Linked DNA regions of Zea mays: regions 2 and 3 are each linked to region 1. A link is a contact called in public Hi-C data. All regions are on one chromosome and are shown on one strand. Each heading gives the region's core, a stretch centred on a gene start, on an enhancer-like site or on the middle of the called end of the contact. The rest is flanking DNA. Distances are from core to core; before and after follow the strand shown. Region 1 holds the start of LOC100216744. Region 2 has its middle 11 kb from the start of LOC103643023. Region 3 holds the start of LOC100274096.

Region 1 (3,245 bases), core at 344-2,843:
TCAGTTGTATGTTCCTAAAAAACTGGTTCTAGTTGTAAGCTATGAGGAATAAGAGCATGACGACATAGCAATCTAGCAGGAGGGACACCGCTCTGCCTTTCGGACAAGCTGATTTGATAGCAGGCCATCATCAGTGAGGTTGCGGTTTGCCGTGCCACAGAGGTCCTACATCCGCAGCGATAGGCCCAAGTATCGTGGTTGTAGTCACATCGGCTCCAGCGCGTGCATGGTGTCCTACACGAGCAGCACGCATGGCGGCAGCAGTAGCTAAAGCAATAGATGGTGTGTCATTGTTTTCCATGGGTATGGAGTGTCGCCGTCACCGAACATCAAAGTGGGGGCTAGGGAGGTGTTGAAGAGGCAACGTCGAATTGGGACAGGCGACATGGATGGGCGATGAGCAATGCAGAAGGATCGATGGGGAATAGGTGCGACGATTTAGTGGTGGCTGAACCGTGTCGCCGGCCGCCGAAGTCGGGTGCATGGAGGCGGTGGCAACCCTAGCTGATGCTTGGTGCTTGGAGGTGTCGTCGGGATGGGAGTGGAGTGGTGAGTCGGGTCGGGGGGAAATGATCCGATCCACCATGGTAGATGGGTACTAGGAATCTGGAAATTCTAGGGTGGAAGGAGATTCTTGAATGAACTAGAGAAATCTACAGATTTTCAGGAACCTATTCATCTCTTGTACCTCTTTGATTATACTTATATGGTTGACATTTCATAATTTTGACAGTAAATCTGCATCAGAAACCTGAACAATGTGACTCTTTCACGCTTTCATGGCAAAATAGCATGTATACAGTTAGTCCACCACCACCACCGTTGTTGTAAAAGCATGTGTACCAGGACTCGAATAGAGGTCGCAATATGCTCACACATTACCGGATGCCCGGATCGGGACGGAGACTAATCATTTTCACAATCCAGTCAGCTCATGTTGCTTATTTGCTTCCTTCTACTACTATTTGGCTAGCCAGAAACCTCAAACCTTAGCATATGCGAGTAAAGCACTGCAACCATATGATACCCCTACACTACACATCCAGGTCCCAACTGGAGGAGGGAGAATGGTCATGGAGGTCGGTGGCAGACGCAAGTTGCATCCACCGGAGCACGCGTTTCGATTATTGCGTCGGGCCCAGCCGCCCACATTTTTTAATACCATTTTTGCATCGCAATGCTGTGGTGGTGTAACTGCAAACTCCAATCCAAATCCGAACAAGGTCCCAAACGAGACAGCAAGGCGCACCTGGACGTCGAACTCGACGAAGGCGACGGCAGCATGTGCGGCGGCTCGGCCGAAGGAGAGCAGCGTGTTCTCCCGCTCCCTGGCGGCCCCGAAGCGCGCCCCGGGCGGTGCCCCCACCGCGTTCATCCCCATCCCGCGGTGGCCGCCCACCACCATCCCCCGCTCCGCCACCAGCGCGAACGGCAGCTCCAGCTCCCTCCTTCCGTCGGCCGCCGCAGACGGCAAATACGAGGAAGCGCTCGCCGCGATCCGGCAGAGCCTCACCGCCGCGCGGGTCGCCGCCGGGCCCGGGAGCGCCATTTTGGCTCCCCGCCCCGCCCGCGTCGTGCCCGTTTCCTGATTTGGCAGCGCTGGTTCCAAAATACTCTTTTTTTTGAAACATTTTTAGACCCCGCAACCGCCGCCGCCGGGCGGGCCAGGCGACGAGAGCGACGGCTCGCAGAATGTTCCGCCGCGGCGCGAGTTTATCCGGAAGCATATTCTGTTTGAACCGACAGAATATTCTTACTAGCGTCTGGAGTCAAACTGCAGTTGACAGTTGAGTGGCTGGACGCCGGCGGCGTGCGGTGGCAGCGTGCGCGAGTAGGAGAGGCACGGGCGGGAGTAGGCTGGACAAAAAACTCGAAACTTATATCTCGCTCGACTCGGTTCGTCACTGGCTCGACTCGATTCGTTTGTATTCTGTAATGAGTTAAGCCAGTGTTTTAGTTCGGTTCGTTAACAAGCTGGCTCGAGCTAGCTCCTGAGCTGCTCGCGAGTTAGACGAGCTAAGTCAACAACCCAATAGCCTATACAGCTTAAAAAACCCAAGAAAAAACCCTAAGACATCTAGATGGACAAATAATTTTCACCCTACAAAACAGTGAGTCTGCGGACCGTGATTCTACGGTCGGTGACAACAACTGCGCTGCGAGTCTTCGAACTTGTGGCTCTTTAGTCCCGAGCCCTAACAAATCATCGTTGAAACAATGTGTGGTGACAAGTAGCTAGTAGTTATTCAACATTTTACTTATTTATTGTAGGACTGTACATTGAATTTCAATTAAAGAGGTATTCATTTGATGTTGGTGTTTACCTATCAGGTTTAAGAGAGTATACCATTAGATACCTAGAGTGGAGGACAAGTAGATTTTGTCTTTGTGTCTATTTTCATGCTAGTTTTAAAATTATATCTTGGTGACCTTTTTAACTAGAGAGTGGAAATTGATGTGTTTAAGTCTATAGATTATGAGCCTACGATGGATTGTTGTATTTGATGTGCAAGTCGATATGTGGGCATGTCACATGTGGATGCATACTTGCATTGCATATTAATATTTTGGATTGATAGAGTGTTGCCTAGATTAGACATGGAGATATGAAATAGAAGTATTAAACTATGAATTATGGAAGTGGTTTAAATATTTATTTTCTTATTTTACAATGTATGCTATTGTCATATATATGTTTATCTACTACTACTCTATAAGACAGCAGTGTGGGCGTCCACACCTGTGTATGCCCCCGCCTCCACCCCACCCACTCTGCGCCATCCGCGCCCCACACATCCCGTCTCCGGCGCTGCCGCTCCCGCAAGTAGACGCCGGACCCATGCCCACCCGCACAACCTGACATCCCCGTTCTCCTCCGAGCGTGCACCGGACGCCTGCCATCTTTGCCTCCCTCCCGTCCGGCCCTCCCCATCGCGAGCGCGCTCTGAATCGTGTCTCCGCCCCCAGCCGCCGCCTTTAATCTCCACACCGAATGCGGAGGGAGCTCCAATCTCCGCTCTTTCTTCCAACGCTTTGCACGAGCCGAGGCCTATCCACCTCTCGCTCGAATTCATCTTCCTCCTCCCTAGATTGCACGCGCTCTCCTGCTCCATGCCGCACATACCCCACGCCTCTGCTAGACCGAGCGATGGGAACCACGGTGATGACTATGTGCAGTCGTTGTTGCTTCTTCCCACCCTATTGCGAGGCATACCATCCGGCGGCGAGGCCCTTTTTGATGGAGC
Region 2 (3,245 bases), core at 453-2,952, 160 kb before region 1:
GTAGGCTCAACCAGAGTGACACCAAAGAATTGCAGAGCTTCTACCAGCTCTACTACAAGAAGTACATTCAGGCGCTTCAAAAAGTTGCTGGTAAAGCCGACAGGTCTGCCTCTTCCTCCTTTATTCTATTGCTATATGATTCACCTATTAGGCGTTCCATATATATATATATATATATATATATATATATATATATATATATATATATATATATATATATATATATATATATATAAATAACCATAAAATCATTACTGAACCAATTGATCAATGCATCCCCAGGGTTCGGCTCACCAAAGCCTATCAAACTGCCGCCGTGCTCTTTGAGGTCCTCAACAAAGCCATCAGTGTCTCCTGGAATATCAAAGCCGACCAACAAGCATCGCTACCACCTTTCTTGCTGGAGTACCAATTTTTCTCAAGATTGACTACATTTGTAGAAAATGTTTGCGAGACTTAAAAATCAATATATACTATTCCTAAAGACAAAATCAAATACTTTATATGGACTTGTTCAGGACAGCTGAAATGAGTAGATATGTTAGGAACTGATCAGTGATAACTGCTGACAAGGGAGACCATAAAAGTTCTTTATAAGCCTAATGGAGCCTATGCATTATATGCTAGCATCTTTCTAGAAATGAGTAATGCAACTTAGCAGTTCCAACTCCAAATACCAGCATTTAACCCAATAATAGAGTCAATCTAGGTGTGTGTTTAACTGCCAGGAACTAGCAAAACTTTAAACTGATGACACACCACAGCCACAGGTTCGAATGTTGGATGATTGATTAAACACATATACAAACCATAAGCGATGTGCACTGTCACACATTAGCATTTATCGAAAAACTACCCTGCAAAAAAAATAAGTATTTGTTCAAAACAGAACACGACTTGGGAGATCTCACCACTGCCAAAGCCACCTCCCTGGGAGTGGGAGGCACTTCCAAAACCACCACCAGATGAAGCTGCACCAGGCAAAACCACCACTTTTGGAAGCAAGAGCAGCAAAACCTCCACCAGTAGCAGCGGCGGCAAAACCAACACCTGCAGAAGCAGTTGGTGTGGTGCTGAAAAGCCCCCACCTGATACAACACCAGCAAATCCAGCATTACCTGAAGATAAATAAGTAAAGCAACCAGATGTAGGGAAAACGTTTTTTTTATCATCCATTAACGGCTGGACAGACTGAGCGTCTTAACCAATGTGTCGAAGTCTTGTTGGGCTGCTGCATCGTTCATTCACGCCAACACCAGTGGAGTAAGTGAACCTTCATCACAGAATTTTGGTACAATACCATTACACACACACACTCAACGTTGAGCAAATCTGCATATATTTGAGGTGCTCTATGTATACTTTCCCTCGGCAGCTGGACACTGCAAATCTGCAGGTGTGTTCTGTCCCAAGATCTGGAACAGTGGCTGATGAAGCGCGAGTGTTACTGTCTGTCTCAGTTGATTCAAACAACAGCTAGGACCGCTCTGAATTAGAGATTCAGGATGGCAATTCAATGTTTCTCAAACTAGTCCTATTCGGCCCGGCCCGGCCCGGTCGACACGCCGTTTGCATTAGCCTAGTGATGGGCTGTTGGGTTTATTTGCACGTAGGCTGTATTTGCAGCCCGACGATCCTGTCATCCGGTCGTCAACAACACATGATGGCCCATGCTCACTGCCCGTCCGCAGACGAAGACAGGGAGGGTATCAAGTCTTAATAATAGAGCGATATGATTACCACACAGCTAATCATCCTGTTCCTCCCTCTCCGTACTACAACGCACGTACGTGGGCCCGGCATGCGCTGCTAGCTATAGGTCTCATGAGCTTCTATATATATATAGGTAATATTGTAATGTAATCATCGTTGCTAGCTGTACTGGGAAGACGACGAGCTAGACGTCTCACCGGCGCTACCTGTCGGACGCACGAAACCAAACCGCGCATGCATGCATCGCCCAGCACAGCCACTGGAGAGTAATCCGGTCCCCCATAATCTCTACGGGCTCCATAAATAATTTCTCCAGGGGATCTCGTCGTGAAATGAGAATGAATGACCAGCGGAGTGAGAGACAGCACTGACGATGATAATTAGGGATGAAAACAGGACGGATACAGTCGGATACAGGGTCATTCCGTATCCTACCCTAATGTATTTCTCTCGGATACGGGACCGGATACGGGTAGTTAAGATTCGGGACGGATACAGAACGGGATCGGGTAATAATCCGGACGGGTAAGAAACGAATAACAGATACTACTCGGGTAGATACCGGATAATTGTCGGGTAGTTCGCTTCATCCGATGATATTAATTGACCAACCATCCATAAGTTAAGCAATACATAATCATGTATATGATAGATCAGATGTAAGAAAGGAAACCAGTAAAATTGACATCATGCAGTTCAAAGTTGCTTATCATAAGGACATTGTAGAACCAACACCGCAATATTTAAAATTCATAAATATTCTAGTTTTACTAAAAAATTGCAAATAAGTTACAAAAACTAATAAACATTTTTGAAAGGGAAATAGACTTTAAACCTTTTCCTAACTGATTTTGGTGGTTCAAATGCCACACACAAATAATTGGACTAACTAGTTTGCTCTAGAGTATATGTTCTACAGGTGCCAAAGGTTCAACTCAAAACCAATACAAAGATTAAAAAGGGTTCAAGAAGAAAGGAGCAAAGGAAACCGAAGTGCTCCCTGGTCTGGCGCACCGGACTGTCCGGTGCACCACCGGACAGTGTCCGGTGCACCAGGGAAGATCGACTTCAAACTCTTCACCTTCGGGTTTCCCAGGCGCACCTCCGCTATAATTCACCGGACTGTCTGGTGTGCCACCGGGCTGTCCGATGCGCCAGCGGAGCAACGGTCATCTGCGCGCAACGGTCGACTCTGCAAAGCAAACAATGCAAATCAGATGTCAGAGCAGACGGTCAGAGGGGCACCGGACTGTCCGGTGCCACATGAGGATAGAGCCTCCAACGGTCGACCAGCTCCAAGCCCTAATGGGAAGATGACGTGGCAGCTCACCGGACACTGTCCGGTGGCGCACCGGACACTGTCCGGTGGCGCACTGGACTGTCCGGTGCGCCCATCGCCAGCAGCCTTCTTCAACGGCTACATTTTGGATGGTGGCTATAAATACCACCCCAACCGGCCACTTCAAGGTGTGGGAGCCCAAGCAACATTCCAAGTCATCTAGTTGACATACTCAAGCCCTCCCAACCACTTC
Region 3 (3,245 bases), core at 550-3,049, 140 kb after region 1:
TGAAATAAACTTTCTTTTCCTCATACGGGTGTCTGATAGCTTTCACAAAAGTAGGCCAGTTGGGGTAAATACCATCAGCTAAGTAATATCCGAAGTTGTAAGCATGCCCATTTACTGTGTAATTGACTGGTGGCATTTGACCAGTTGTCAAAGGGTCGAAGACTGGTGATCGGTGCAGCACGTTAACGTCATTGTTTGTCCCTGGCATGCCAAAAAATGCATGCCAAATCCATAGATCATAAGTTGCTACGACCTCTAGTATCATGGACGCTCTACCATTTCGACCACAAAACTGACCACGCCAGGATGTAGGACAGTTCCGCCACTCCCAATGCATGCAATCTATGGAACCCAACATTCCAGGAAAACCCCTTGACTCGCTACTGTGCATGATACGTGTTATGTCAGCTTCATTAGGAGTCCGTAGATACCAGGCACTAAAATATTCTATGATTGCGCGACAAAAATGATGAAGACATTCTCTAGCTGTAGACTCCCCGATTTGAATGTACTCGTCTACCACATCAGAAGGTAACCCAAATGCAAGTATGCGAGTGCCGCACATACTTTTTGTAGGGGACCGAGTCCTGGCATGCCTGTTGCGTCAACCCTTTGTGTAAAGTATGTATCCTGCTGTTGAAGTCCTTGCAAAATGCGGAGAAACAGAGGCCTACTCATGCGAAACCTAAAGAAAAGAACATAGGATCGTGGTAAATACTATGGAATTATCATAACCTCTTAGAATTACATGATGTGCGTACCTTCTACGAAACACGTGCGATGGATACACCGGGTTCAGCCCGAAGTAGTGATGGTGGATAAGGTTTTCTCCAGCAAAATGATCCCTGCGAATGACGCGGCGAGGTAATCCGGACCGTCGTCGGTGAAGGCGTCTAGCCTCAATGTTGAGGGTAAGAAGATTAACAAGCAGAAGTGTTTCGTCGTCACTATCACTTAAATCCGAATCATGTTGCCTACGACTGGGAGACATTTGGAGCAACGGCTTACTTGTGAAACAAGTGGTATATGTAAGTACATATTTGAAGACAAACATTACATATATATAGACGAGAGAAATTTGGCTTCAGGGAGAAGCTACTGGCTTACGTCGGAAGCCAACCTTGGCTTACAACGTAAGTGAAACGTGGCTTTCGGTCGAAGACAAGCGTGGCTTCCTGTGTACGACTGAACGAGTATGATTCAAGCATAAGCGTGGTTAAATCATATTGCGTACAAATATTTGTGAAATTGTTATAACGGAGTACTATGGAGAAGTAAAGTTTGCCATTACGAAATTAATTTTAAACTGAAATCTTGTATTACATCTTTTCCGTAATTGAAAACAAACAAATAAAAATATTTTTTTTTCATTTTTTTTAAAACGAGCGCATAATGCCGAACGTATGAAAACATATAAAATAAATAGAAATTGAAGTTGGTTATGTTAGTTATATGGAAATGTATATTTAATGAGTAGAGGGATATATAGGGGAAAATTTAGGGGAACGGTTGTGAGACGAGTGAATATAGGAGAGAGAATTTTGCTGACGTGGCTATATAATAACATTTATGGGGAAAATTTAGGGAGAACAGTTGCAGATAGTGTCTCGGCCCAGGCCCAACTGTAGCGGGAGCGGAGAGCCGGTCCACGACCCGAGATGATCAGCTGGGCCCACCACTCCGGGAGAGCCAGACGCGCGCTGCCCACGGCAACTGCTGGCCTGCTGCTGCGCGCAGACGGGACGAGACGGGAGACGACAAGCGCGCACGTCCCAAAGCCAAACTCCCAGAGCGAGGAGGTGGAGGACGGACGGGAGGAGGAGAGGAGAGAGCCCACCACCCGCGACCGCGACCGCGACCTAACCCGGAGACCTCCCTAGGCTAGCTCCCCTCCCAGACCCCAGGCTCTCCCACCCACCTTTCCCCTCTCCCTCCCTCCTCCCCGTCCCACGCCGCCGCACCCCCGCCTGGCTGCTTGGGTGGCAATCGGCCGTAGAGGAGGAGGGTGTAGGAGCTTGATCCGGGCCACCTGCCCCCTGCGCCGTCGGGATGTACGTGCCGCCGCCGCCCACCGGCGGCGCCGGCGAGCAGCCTAGGGTTTACCAGGTCTGGCGGGGAAGCAACGTAAGGAATCTCTACCTGCCACCCTCCTTTTCTCTCCCCATCTGGCCGCAGTGGTCCGTGCGACGTTGATGGGATTGTAACTGCTGATTTCGCCCCGTACCTGCTGCTCGTGCTGCCCCGATTGTGCGGGCAATTGCTTGATTAGGGAATTTACTTATTTACGGGCCTGCTCCATGTTGCTGCAGTAGCTCCTGTTCTGCAAGTCCCGATATGCAGGGTGGAACAGAAGGGAAGGGTGGGGATTTTGTGTGCTTTCATAATATTATGTTTTTGGCACATTGAATAGTCACTGCTAGTAGCTCAGGCCATGGACGGTTCTGTCAACTCTTAGCTTCCTTTGAAATGTAGGTCCTTATTATAAAGCACACACGTAGTTATACCCATAGTCACATAAAACCGAGATTAAGGCAGTGAGACCCTTGTCCTAGATACTCTGGTTATTTTCGAATGTGCCTTAAAAACCTCTCGCAAATAACGTTACCACATTCCTCAACCCTGTTGACTCATCAACTTTTGTGACTATGAGGACCGGGCATAGCCTGGGTGGCTAGCGCTGTTGTAGCACAGCCAGCCGGGCCGAGTTCGATTCCCAGAATCAACCCGTGTCCCTCACCTTGGGGTTTTTTCCTCTTTATACACGCAAAAGCGTTCAGTGGTATTGCGTGTTTCCCATGCACTTGAGAGGTCTAGCCTTCTCAGTCCCTTTCTAATGCACGTTGTGTTGGACGCCCACGGAGTGTGTGTTCGTGTAGTGTGGTGTGTGTCCGTGGCGTCCTTGTATCCTATAAAAAAACTTTTGTGACTATGGTTTACCCATTCACTAATATAGCTATTACTACCCTATCGTTGTGATAAGCTTTCAGAGTCATGATGTACGTATTGTTTTTAGTTATATGAGAGGAATTATTCTTTGAGTGAATTCAGTTGGGATTGTTTTGTACCGGACTACCGGTACACCATCTGTGATTTAACGATGACATCGGCCTGTAATGTATACATTGGATCTTCATTATAGTGCCTAGCTTGTAGGGATTTGAAACGTCTTATGAGGCTTTTTTGGTGAAAAATGGAATTGACATCTAGACAAAAGTATCAAGCTATAGGATGAAGCCTGCAACTTG

The links. Hi-C and Micro-C count contacts between places; a contact is called where the count stands out from the background.
Region 2: a contact with region 1 is called in a Hi-C map of leaf, with 3 times the contacts expected there. The contact joins the enhancer-like site here to the promoter of LOC100216744 in region 1. A contact is called at or near these places in 2 of 25 Hi-C or Micro-C datasets (bundle sheath and leaf).
Region 3: a contact with region 1 is called in a Hi-C map of leaf, with 4 times the contacts expected there. The contact joins the promoter of LOC100274096 here to the promoter of LOC100216744 in region 1. A contact is called at or near these places in 8 of 25 Hi-C or Micro-C datasets (ear, endosperm, leaf and 1 more).

What each region holds. Positions count from the first base shown.
Region 1 is chr1:199,460,009-199,463,253 of Zm-B73-REFERENCE-NAM-5.0, reverse strand. It overlaps LOC100216744, which reads right to left and starts at 1,593. Exons shown (of 7, transcript NM_001157492.2): 1 at 1,250-1,593. The coding sequence starts at 1,549.
Region 2 is chr1:199,619,443-199,622,687 of Zm-B73-REFERENCE-NAM-5.0, reverse strand. No RefSeq gene overlaps it. Among protein-coding and RNA genes, the nearest start is that of LOC103643023, 11 kb to the right of the region's middle. Within about 2 kb of position 1,702, at least 15 of the 20 cell types and tissues checked have an H3K27ac peak or open chromatin away from gene starts, as enhancers often do. A contact at or near this core is called in bundle sheath and leaf, where this site is marked.
Region 3 is chr1:199,321,032-199,324,276 of Zm-B73-REFERENCE-NAM-5.0, reverse strand. It overlaps LOC100274096, which reads left to right and starts at 1,799. Exons shown (of 5, transcript NM_001148475.1): 1 at 1,799-2,124. The coding sequence starts at 2,050.